Regions from separate parts of the Sus scrofa genome. Here region 2 is linked to region 1. Evidence: chromatin contacts called from public Hi-C data. All regions are on one chromosome and are shown on one strand. Each heading gives the region's core, a stretch centred on a gene start, on an enhancer-like site or on the middle of the called end of the contact. The rest is flanking DNA. Distances are from core to core; before and after follow the strand shown.

Region 1 (4,917 bases), core at 1,104-3,603:
GGTCCAATCAGAGCTGAAGCCGCCAGCCTACACCACAACTCATGGCAAGGCCGGATCCTTAACTCACTGAGCAAGACCAGGGATCGAACCCCATCCTCATGGATGCTAGTTGGGTTTGCAAACCAATGAGCCACGACGGGGACTCCTAAAGCAGGTGGTTTTATATTTTATTCCAAACAGACTCTGTATCTTTATTTTTTTCTTTTTAGGGCCACACCCTGGGCATATGGAGGATCCCAGGCTAGGGGTCTAATTGGAGCTACAGCTGCTGGCCTGTGCCACAGCCACAGCAATGCCGGATCCTTAACCCACTGAGCAAGGCCAGGAATCAAACTTGTAACCTCATGGTTCCAAGTTGGATTTGTTTCTGCTGCACCATGACAGAAACTCCAAAATGGACCCTGTATCTTGAACTGCTACCTAAACTAGAAAACCTGTTATCTATCAACTCTATCAATATTTTAAGTGTTCTCTTAGTTTTTTTTTCTTTTTAGGGCCACACCTGCAGCATATGGAAGTCCCCTGGCTAAGGGTAGAATTGGAGCTGCAGCTGCCGGCCTATGCCATAGCCACAGCAATGCAGGATCTGAGCTCCATCTGTGACGGACCTCAAAGCCTGTGGCAACGCTGGATCCTTAACACACTGAGAGAGGCCAGGGATCAAACTCACATCCCCACAGACACTATGTTGGGTTCTTAACCCCCACGATGGAAACTCCCTTACTTAGATTTTTGATGAGACAAAAATAGTTAACTACTTCCATTCCTCAGTTCTCTTTCAACCTTATTTATGAGCTAAAGAAATGCTTCCTAGTCTGCTTGCATGGTGTTTTGCTATTTCTAATACTATTTTCATGACAAATTTTGCAAAACACTTTACACATTTTTTGCCATCACTGGCTCAACAAAGTAACTGATTTAAGTTATCAGTCAAGGTCATAATTGTAAATTTAGCTTTCCTAAGTACAGGGGAAAAGTCATTTATAATAACAATGCATGGAGTTCCAGTTGTGGTGCAGTGGAAATGAATCTGACTAGTAACCATGAAGTTGCCCACTGGATCCTTGGCCTCAGTGGGTTAAGTATCCTGCATTGCTGTGGCTGTGGCATAGGCCAGCAGCTGTAGCCCCTATTAGATTCCTAGACTGGGAACCTCCGTATGCTGCGGGTCCTAAAAGGCAAAAAAAAAAAAAAAAAAAAAAAAAAAACCAAACAAAAAAACTTCTCTTTTCCATTTATGGGAGACATAATTCATAATTCCTTGCTTTGATAAGCAAAGTGAGGAAGTGAGAAATGCCAGAATTTCGATATCTACTTACTCCTTTAAAGCATTTACAATCTGTGTTTAAACTTTCAGATGAATTATAATGCATCATTCCAGATAGTAAGATGTATGCTATATTTCTTCATTCATAATTTTATATTTGCTAACGAGGTAGTATTCCATTTTTTTTCTAAAAACAAAACAAAAAAGCACCTTCTGCCCAAACTTCTATTCGTCTTTTCGTGCTGTCACAAGTCTCAGCGCACTGTGCTCTTCAGCTCCATCTCGTGTAGGAGAACATTGATTGCACCCTCAGCTCGGACCAAGGCGAGCACCACTGCAGTGGAAAAGATCAAAAGCCAGGAATCTGTACTTAGGCATCAACACTAAACGAAGAATTGATTTCCTGGAGATTAAGAGTCTGAGTGTTTGAGAAAAAAACAGGCCGTGCAGTTTGGAACCTCAGGAAAGCATGTATATTGATTTCATTGATAAATTCAACTAAATCTGGAGAAAATTATACTGCATTTACTTAATACTGGCATATTTAGGATGAAATTCCCATTGACCGGAGAGTTCTAGATAAATCCTCCAAAAGAACCAAGTCAGGGCATTCTCTAGGCAGCGGTATGCAATACACCTGCTTACGAAATACCACCGCAGACTATCTTTTAGTCACGTCATAGAGCCCAGAGGAGAACGTCTGGGGACGGTTTGGGGAGAGGGTGGCGAAATCCCCTCCTCGGTGAAGGCGACTTAGTGGACCGGAGTCGTTTCCGTGCTCTTCTGGTCCCACGCTGCTGCAGGCAAGGAACCCAGGGGACTCCAGGTGTCCGTAGCCTGCAGCATCTCCCGAGTCCTCCTTCTAAAAAGCCTGCGGGCCAGGGACGTTCTTCTTTCGCTTGTCATTATAAATCTGCTTTTTACTAAGCCCTCGTGATTTCTAAAGTCGCTACACGTAGTTTTTGCCTCCTCCAGCCAAGGAAGAGGGAGTCCGGGGCGTCCCAGAGCCCCGCGGGGTACCGCGGGGCGGGGCCGTGGGCGGGGCGTTTTCGCCTGGTCGGGCTGCGCCCCGCCGCGGGCTGGAGGCGGTAGCGGCGGCGGCGGCGCGGCCTGAACAGCGCGGGGATTGGCTGCGGAGGGCGGAGACGTCAGGCTCCCGCGGCTGGAGCGGCCGCCCGGCTCGGCGCGGCGCAGCGCAGTCGGCTTGAGCGCTCACGGTAGCGAGGAGGTTTCCTCAGCCGGCCGTCCCGCCTTCCGCCGCCGCCGTCGCCGGGCTGCGCCGCTCCAGCCCAGACGCACCTCCGTACTCCTCGCTGCTTCCCTTGTCGTCGGCACACACCATGACGAAGAAAGAGAAGAAATCCTTCAACCAGAGCATGGCCGAATGGAAGCTGTTCTTGTACAACCCGACCACCGGAGAGTTCCTGGGGCGCTCCGCCAAGAGCTGGGGTGAGCGGGCGGCGGTTGGGCGCCGGGGCCGGCCGCGGTCCAGGGGGCGCCGGGCGGGGTCGGGTGGGAAGGGAAAGGCGGGAGGCGGTTCCCCGCGCGGGGGCCCCGGGAGCGGCCGTCGCCGCCCGCAGCGGTTTTCTTCGGTCCGCTGGACTCGAAGACGGGCGGCGGCGGCGGAGTAACGCGGCCCCATTCATTTCTTGCGGGGCCGGCGGGCGGGCGAGGCTGCAGGGCCCGCTGGCAGCCTCCGCCGGGCCTCGCCGGTTCCTTCCTCCCTGCCGGGAGCTGGCGCACGTGCTGCCGGGGCCTGCGGCGCCGGAAGCCGGGGACCCCTGCCCCGAGCCGAGCCCCGGGCGCGTGGGCGCCGGGCGCCCGGCCTCCTTTTGTACGGAGCGCGCTGGCCGGGAGAGGCCCTGGCGGAGGCGGCTGGCGGCGCCGAGCGCTTCGGGGAAGCCAGACCCTGCCCCACGTCCGGGGAGAGGAAATTTCCACTCCGGCCGCTATCTTGTGACTCGTCCACGCTGCCACCCCAGCGGGTCGGAAGAGTGCAAGTGAGTGTTAAGTGTGTGGGCTGCACAGATATGTTAAGCATACACGTACACGATACGCGAAAATGCGCTTGAATTTAAACAGTGAAAAGACCCTTAAAAAGGTCGTTTCCTCCTTAATGTCTTCTTAATGACAGAGTTTTCTACGTTACCAGCGTGCTCCATTGAGGGAAAGTAAATCCTGTCTGAATGGCAGTTTTTTCCTCTGCCTTCAAAACGTTTAATGGTTGAATTTGTTAGCAGTTTTCCTCTGCATGGGTTCTTTGTTTTAAAAAGAAATATTTAAACCATCTGCCAGTGTGGTGCTGCTTTAGAGTGCCTCTTTTTTTGGAAAAATGATGTTAATGTCTGAATAAGGACTAGTGCCCCCCTCCTTTATACTTAAGTAAACTGATTTTTTTTCTTTTGAAAAATATTTTGCTAGTTGGTCATGACAGACCTTTTTTTTTTTTTTTCTGAGTGAGAATATATTTCTGGAGTTGAGAACTATTTGGGCACGACATTTTTTGAAGAGAAGCATGAAGAGAGTAATTTAGCTCTGACTTAGCAAATAAACTGTTGCTGCTGCTGCTTGAAATCGGCTCCTGCCGAGGGGAAAGGTGGCTTTAATTCGTATGACAAGTTGAAAGGGGCCTTGGAGGGTTTTTAGCCCAAACCCTGCTTTAGAGATGAGAACAACGAGCCCCAGAGAGATTGTGATTTTGCTTTGTGTAAAATTACATATTCCACCCAGCCAAGAAAAGAACCCAGTTGTCCTTTAATCCTAGTCCAGCGGTTGTATTATTTTACAGATGCCTTTGCCTAACTGCATGGCAATCATTCACGATTTTTATTCAAAAGGCTATCTGTGGGGAACCCACTGGTGTGACGGGGAAAGAAATCTTGCATCTGAAAGTAAATAGGGAAAAACTGGTAAACAATTGTTTCTGGAGTATACTAACTTCTTGCTGAAGGAATTTTCCAGTAGTGGAGAGAGATTAGTTTGTGTAGACTACCTTTCTCAGGGCCTTCTTATTTCCAGTAATAAGTATCTTCACTCTACATTAGAATGATATTTCTTAATGCAGGTTGTGCTCCTTATCTAACTTTTGTGTTAAATGTTCTTGGGGTAGAGATTTTATTTGGTATGCGCATTTAAATAGGTAACATGCACAACTTATCAAGAGTATGCAGCATTTTATGAGGGCAGTAGAAGTAGCATAGGTGAAGTTGGGATTTGTATTAGAAGGATTTAGGAAAGACCTTTTTTTCAAAATTGAAAATAACACATAGTAAATTTCTGGGTTTTTTGTAATAAATAGTAAGCCAGCATAGAATGGCATAAGTAGGTGAAAATTATCCGTAATCCTATCCCAACATAAGGGCTGCCCTCCAGGGAAATGTGGAGGAGTAGTGTGGGGAGGCTGAAATCCATTCTCTGATCACCCTGGCTGAGTACCCTAGAGCAAGGAGTCCCCCTGGAGAAAGTGCATCTTCTTGTAGTTCTTAGAAAAGCAGTGTCTGGGCTAGCTGCCTGATCTCATCACCATAAAGATATCCACTATTCATATTTAAGTATATGTCTGGGCAGACTTAAGAAATGTTTATAATGTTAATTTTTTCTTTAACAAAAAATTATACAGCAAGTATTGCTTTATAATCCTTTGTGAATAT
Region 2 (5,269 bases), core at 2,522-5,021, 360 kb after region 1:
CTGACTAGTATCCATAAGGATTCCAGTTCGATCCCTGGCCTCGCTCAGGGGGTTAAGGATCCCGTGTTGCCATGAGCTGTGGTTAGGTTGCAAACACGGTTGGGATCCTGCATTGCTATGGCTGTGGTACAAGCTGGCAGCTCAGCTCTGATTCAACCCCTAGCTTGGGAACCTCCATATGCCAAGGGTGGAGCATTAAAAAGAGAAAAAAAAAATGTCATAATACATAGCAGAAATTGGAACATTGTAAATCAACTATACTTTAATAAAAAAATAAATATTTTAAAAATGTCATACTTTTAAAATTGAGGTCTTCTGATAGGCCTAGTTAGTAGCCTTCTATGAAGGTTTCTGTTTGTGATTTCAACTTTTTTTTTTTTGGTCTTTCTGCCATTTCTAGGGCCACTCCCGTGGCATATGGAAGTTCCTAGGCTAGGGGTCCAATTGGAGCTGTAGCTACCGGCCTACGCCACAGCCACAGCAACTAGAGATCTGAGCTGCATCTGCAACCTACACCACAGCTCACAGCAACGTCGGATCCTTAACTCACTAAGCAAGGCCAGGGATGGAACCTGCAACCTCATGGTTCCTAGTCGGATTCGTTAACCACTGAGCCACGACGGGAACTCCTGTGATTTCAACTTTAACCAAAAGACCAACACGGCCTCTTTTGTTCTTGTCTCTAAAGTGTGATCTCTTCAGGGTTTTTTTGCTGTTACTGTTTTTGTCTTTTGTCTTCTTAGGACCATACCCAAGACATATGGAGCTTCCCAGGCTACGGATCAAATCAGAGCTGTAGCTGTAGCTGCAGCCTACACCACAGCCACAGCAACTTGGGATTCAAGCCGTGTTTTCGACCTACATCACAGCTCATGGCATCAATGGATCCTTAACCCACTGAGCGGGGCCAGGGATCAAACCCGAATCCTCATGGATACTAGTCAAATTCGTTAACCACTGAGTCACAACTGGAAATTCAGGTGGCTTTTTTTTTCAATCTTTTCTTTTTCAATTTTTTTTTTTAACGGCCACACCAGCAGCACATGAACGTCCCCAGACTAGGGGTCAAATCGGAGCTGCAGCTGCCAGCCTACACCTCAGCCATTGCAACAACAGATCCAAGCCTTGTCTGCAAGCTGCATCACAGCTCATGGCAATGCCAGATCCTTAACCCACTGAGGCCAGTGATAGAACCCGTGACTTCATGGATACTAGTCGGGTTTGTTACCACTGAGCCACAGTGGGAACTCCCTTTGTTAAAAACCTTTTTTGAAGATATTTATTTGGTGCTATCAATCAAATCCTGTACTAAGAGGTCTGGCTTTCTATTACATATTCTTTCCAACATAATATTAGCAGAGGTGTGATTTTTTTTTTTTTTTTTTTTTGTGGCCGAACCTGCAATATATGGAAGGGGCCAGGGGTTGAATGAGAAGTGGAGCTGCAGACCTGCACCACAGTCACAGCAACGTCAGATCCAAGCCACATCTGCAACCCACAACACAACTTGTAGGAACAGCAAGCAGATCCTTAAGCCACTAAGCAAGGCCAGGAATTGAAACTGCATGCTCATGGACTCTATGTCAGATTGGGTTCATAACCCACTAAGCCCCAATGGAAACTCCAAGAGGTATGATTTTTCACTTGAAAAAATAAAAACAAGTTCTTTGTCTAATCCATAGAGTCCCATGGAGCAAAATGAATATCTAATACTTTGATTAGATGCAATTAAATTATTTATACCTATGAAGTAATAAGCCAGGTAATAGGAAACAATGTAGGCCGAGACCCTTTTTCCCAAAGAACTCAAGTTATTTGAAGTAAAGGAGCAGTTGTTGTTTGTTTTTGTATTTTTTTTTTCTGATTTCTAATTATTGTGGACCAACAATTTTTAAGGCACAACGGAAACACTTTTCTAGGGAAAAAAAATGACAAAATAAAATCCCAAATATTTTATTATTAAGGTCAACAGACATAAAATTATACTGCCAAGCTGCTACACGAGTTTCTAAATTTTAGTTTCTCTATCTCAACCCCAGCACCCTAGGAACCACACTTTAAGAAGCACTGCTTGTCAATTCCTATCACAGTTTGAGAGGCACTGCTGTCAACTACTTAAGATACAGAGCTTCAGCCCTCAAGGGCAGGGATTTTCTGTATTTTCATTTACTCACATATCCTTCCAGACACCTCCACAGTTCAGCCTGAGCAAACCACTCTAGTCTCCTGCTACTCACAGCAATCTTGATTTACCTTTGAAATCCTTACCTAATTTCTTGAAAGAAAGAAGAAAAAAATAGAATGATTCCCCCAAACTATACAGCAACTATGAAACTTTGTTTTCTTCTAACAAATTTCTTCTAACAGAAATTCTGTATCCAAATACTGATTCCAAATACTCCAACTCCTTAAAAAAGCAAAAAACAAACAAACAAACAAACAAAAAAACTCTGCCTAAACACAAAAGTACTTTGTGTCCAGAATTATAAGGGAGACTTGTGAAAAGTATCACCGTGTTCTGATAAAGACTCAAAAAGATAAGGAGCACATAGTTTCTAAGGACAGAGTCTGCCTTTTGTCTCTCCTTTCAGGTGGGGGTAGGGGTGAGTGGGCAGTACTCACCCTTTCCTGCACAGGTGGACGCAGAAAGGACCAGGGAGCTGCTCTAGTCCCAGCTCCCTGTCCCGGTTCTGACACCAGCATGAGGAAGTCCTCAACACGAGCGCTCAAAGAACTGTTTTGACTGGACCTGCTCCTGGGCAACTGCTAAGGCAGAAAACCGCTTCTAAAGGGGGTGGGAAGAAGGGTGGGAATCCAGCAAAAGGGGAGCTCTGTGCTGCTGGGAATGGGTTAGGTAATAGCTCCTGCTCGCCCTAACACTGCTAATATAAAAAGAAGTTGGTATTGGACAGAAGAGTAAATAACTTCCCGTATCCATGGAAATGAGCTGCTCAGCACTTTGGGAAACAGTTAATAATGGCAAATGAAGAACGGACATAAAGTCAAATCCCATCAAGATCTGAAAATTTTAAATGTAAATAAAGACAGTGTTGGAGGTCTACCAAGGAAGTGCAGGAAAAACCAAGCAAATCACAAAGTACCCTCTGGCTAGATATGCGCAGTCCGCCCTACCCTGCCCAGCCCCGGGAGTCACCGCATTCTCACCCAGGTAAGGCCAGAGGGGCGAATCCCCAGGTGAGAGGAAGCTAGTGAGCGGCCCCGGGTGACAAAGCGGGCCCCTAGGGTCCTCAGCCGGGACAGGAAAGGCGCACGGGTTTCAGTCTGACCCAGGAGGGAATGCGGTGACCTGGCCGATCCCGGCGCCCCGATCAAGACCAAGGGCCGGCGGTGCTGCAGGTGGCGGCCTCCAGGCCGGATGAGGCGGTCCCGCCCTCTCTGCGCCCACGATCGGATCCCGGGCGTCTTGCGCGACGCTGACCCGCAGCCCCGACGCCCGCTCCCCAGTCACCTTCTGCGCGCTGGAACCGCAGATCCGCGCCGCGCGGTCATAGACGTGGCAGCGAATCACCGAGCTGCCCACGTCCAGCCCCAGTACGAAGCCTGCGCGCCGCCCGTCCGGCGCGCTCTGCTCCTGGCGTTCCTGCTCTGCAACGGTGGACAGCTCGGACATCCCGACCCGAACGCCTCTCTACCGCAGCCGCCAGCCGAGCAGGCTAGTTCCAAACACTCGCACCGCAGGAGCGGAGCGCGCCCAACCGGGCCACCGCCCCCGGCCCGCCCCGCCCCCTCCGCGAGCTCCGGGAGCGGCCCCGCCCCTGCCGAGGGCCCCGCCCCGACGCCGTGACGTCACGGCTGCGCAGGGCCCCTTCGCTGGAGCGCGCGCGGGCCGAGTGGCCGCCTGGGGGCGTAGAGGCGAGTGTGTTTTCGGTGGGACTTTGGAGCCCCAGCTCACGCACGTGGCCCAGTTCTCCAAACACCCGCCGCTCTCGGCGTTTCCCGGCCGGTAATTTTCATGATTTCCCTCCTCATGCCGAGCATCATGCAGGAAGTGCCTGCGTTTCTTTTGTTTGTTTTTGCTTTTTATGGCCACTACTGCGGGCATATGGAGGTTCCCAGGCTGTAGGTCAAATGGTAGCTGTAGCTGCCCGCCCAGGCCACAGCAACGCAGGCTCCGGCAGGATCGGAGCCGCGCCTGCGACCTACATCACAGCTCACCGCAAGTCCGGATCCTTAACCCACTGAGTCAGGCCAGGGATTGAACCTCTGTCCTCATGGATGCTAGTCAGATTGGTTAACCACTGAGCCGCTAGGGGAACTTCGCCTGCTATTCTTTTAACTCTTAAAAGGAAATACAAAATTGGGCCAAAGGTATTTATTAATAAACTGTGAGTTTCCCAAGACTTCTCCCCAGAAAACCTGGTCAGATACACACAATACTTCTCAATAAATACTTGCTAAATGAAATAACACTCAACCAGTGAGACCTTTCGCAGCCCTCTGGTCGGAGGAAGGAGCACAGCGCAAGGCATCTGTTTTTACCGTCAAACTCCACCCCAACGATTGCTTTTTCAAGAATCTGAAAGCCCCTTTACCTTTCCTGCCTCAAAAGCATGAGATCTTCCCCTCAGAGGGCAGGAAGGACGCATGTGGTAATTTTGAGTTTCCTTCCGTTTTGATCACCAGCTTTGAATCCAAGGGGATTTTTGAGGGGTGGTCCAGCTCCAAGTCCTTATCTGTGGGGAGTGGGGAGGTGTCAAGACCTGTTCCAGCCACCACTCCACCTCCAGCCCCCCAAAAACCCAGTACCTGAAAATATTCATTACCTTTTTGTAAAATTATGAAAGTAATATGGATATGCGTTTTTTGTGAAAAAGTTCAACAGTGAAGAGTGGTATACTGGAGTTCCTGTTGTAGCGTAGGCGAAATGAATCCGACTAGTAACCATGAGGTTTGGGGTTGGATCCCTGCCTTGGCTCAGTGGGTTAAGGATCCAGCATTTGCCGTGAGCTGTGGTATAGGCCACAGTCACGGCTAGGATCCTGACTTGCTGTGGCTGTGGTGAAGGCCAGCAATTGTAGCTCCGATTCAACCCCTAGCCTGGGAACCTCCATATGCAGCCCTAAAAATAAATGAAATAAAATAATAAAATAAAATAAATAGTGGTATACTGATTAATAAGTAAAGGATATTCCTTTTGAACCAAATTGTTCTTTTGACAAAACTGTCTGTTAACCAACTCCCTTTCAGCGAATTTGACCAAATTGGGTTCTTTTGTTATGTTACTTGAAGCTTGGAGCAAGTACCTGAA

What was found. A called contact is a pair of places that touch in the nucleus more often than the background predicts.
Region 2: a contact with region 1 is called in a Hi-C map of embryonic fibroblasts, with 1.9 times the contacts expected there. The contact joins the promoter of GK5 here to the promoter of ATP1B3 in region 1. A contact is called at or near these places in 1 of 47 Hi-C or Micro-C datasets (embryonic fibroblasts) and 1 of 2 datasets of contacts at active chromatin or transcription factors (alveolar macrophages).

What each region holds. Positions count from the first base shown.
Region 1 is chr13:82,678,089-82,683,005 of Sscrofa11.1, forward strand. ATP1B3 (sodium/potassium-transporting ATPase subunit beta-3) reads left to right here and starts at 2,354. Exons shown (of 7, transcript XM_013982100.2): 1 at 2,354-2,716. The coding sequence starts at 2,608.
Region 2 is chr13:83,031,818-83,037,086 of Sscrofa11.1, forward strand. It overlaps GK5 (putative glycerol kinase 5), which reads right to left and starts at 3,772. Exons shown (of 16, transcript XM_003483257.4): 1 at 3,470-3,772. The coding sequence starts at 3,631.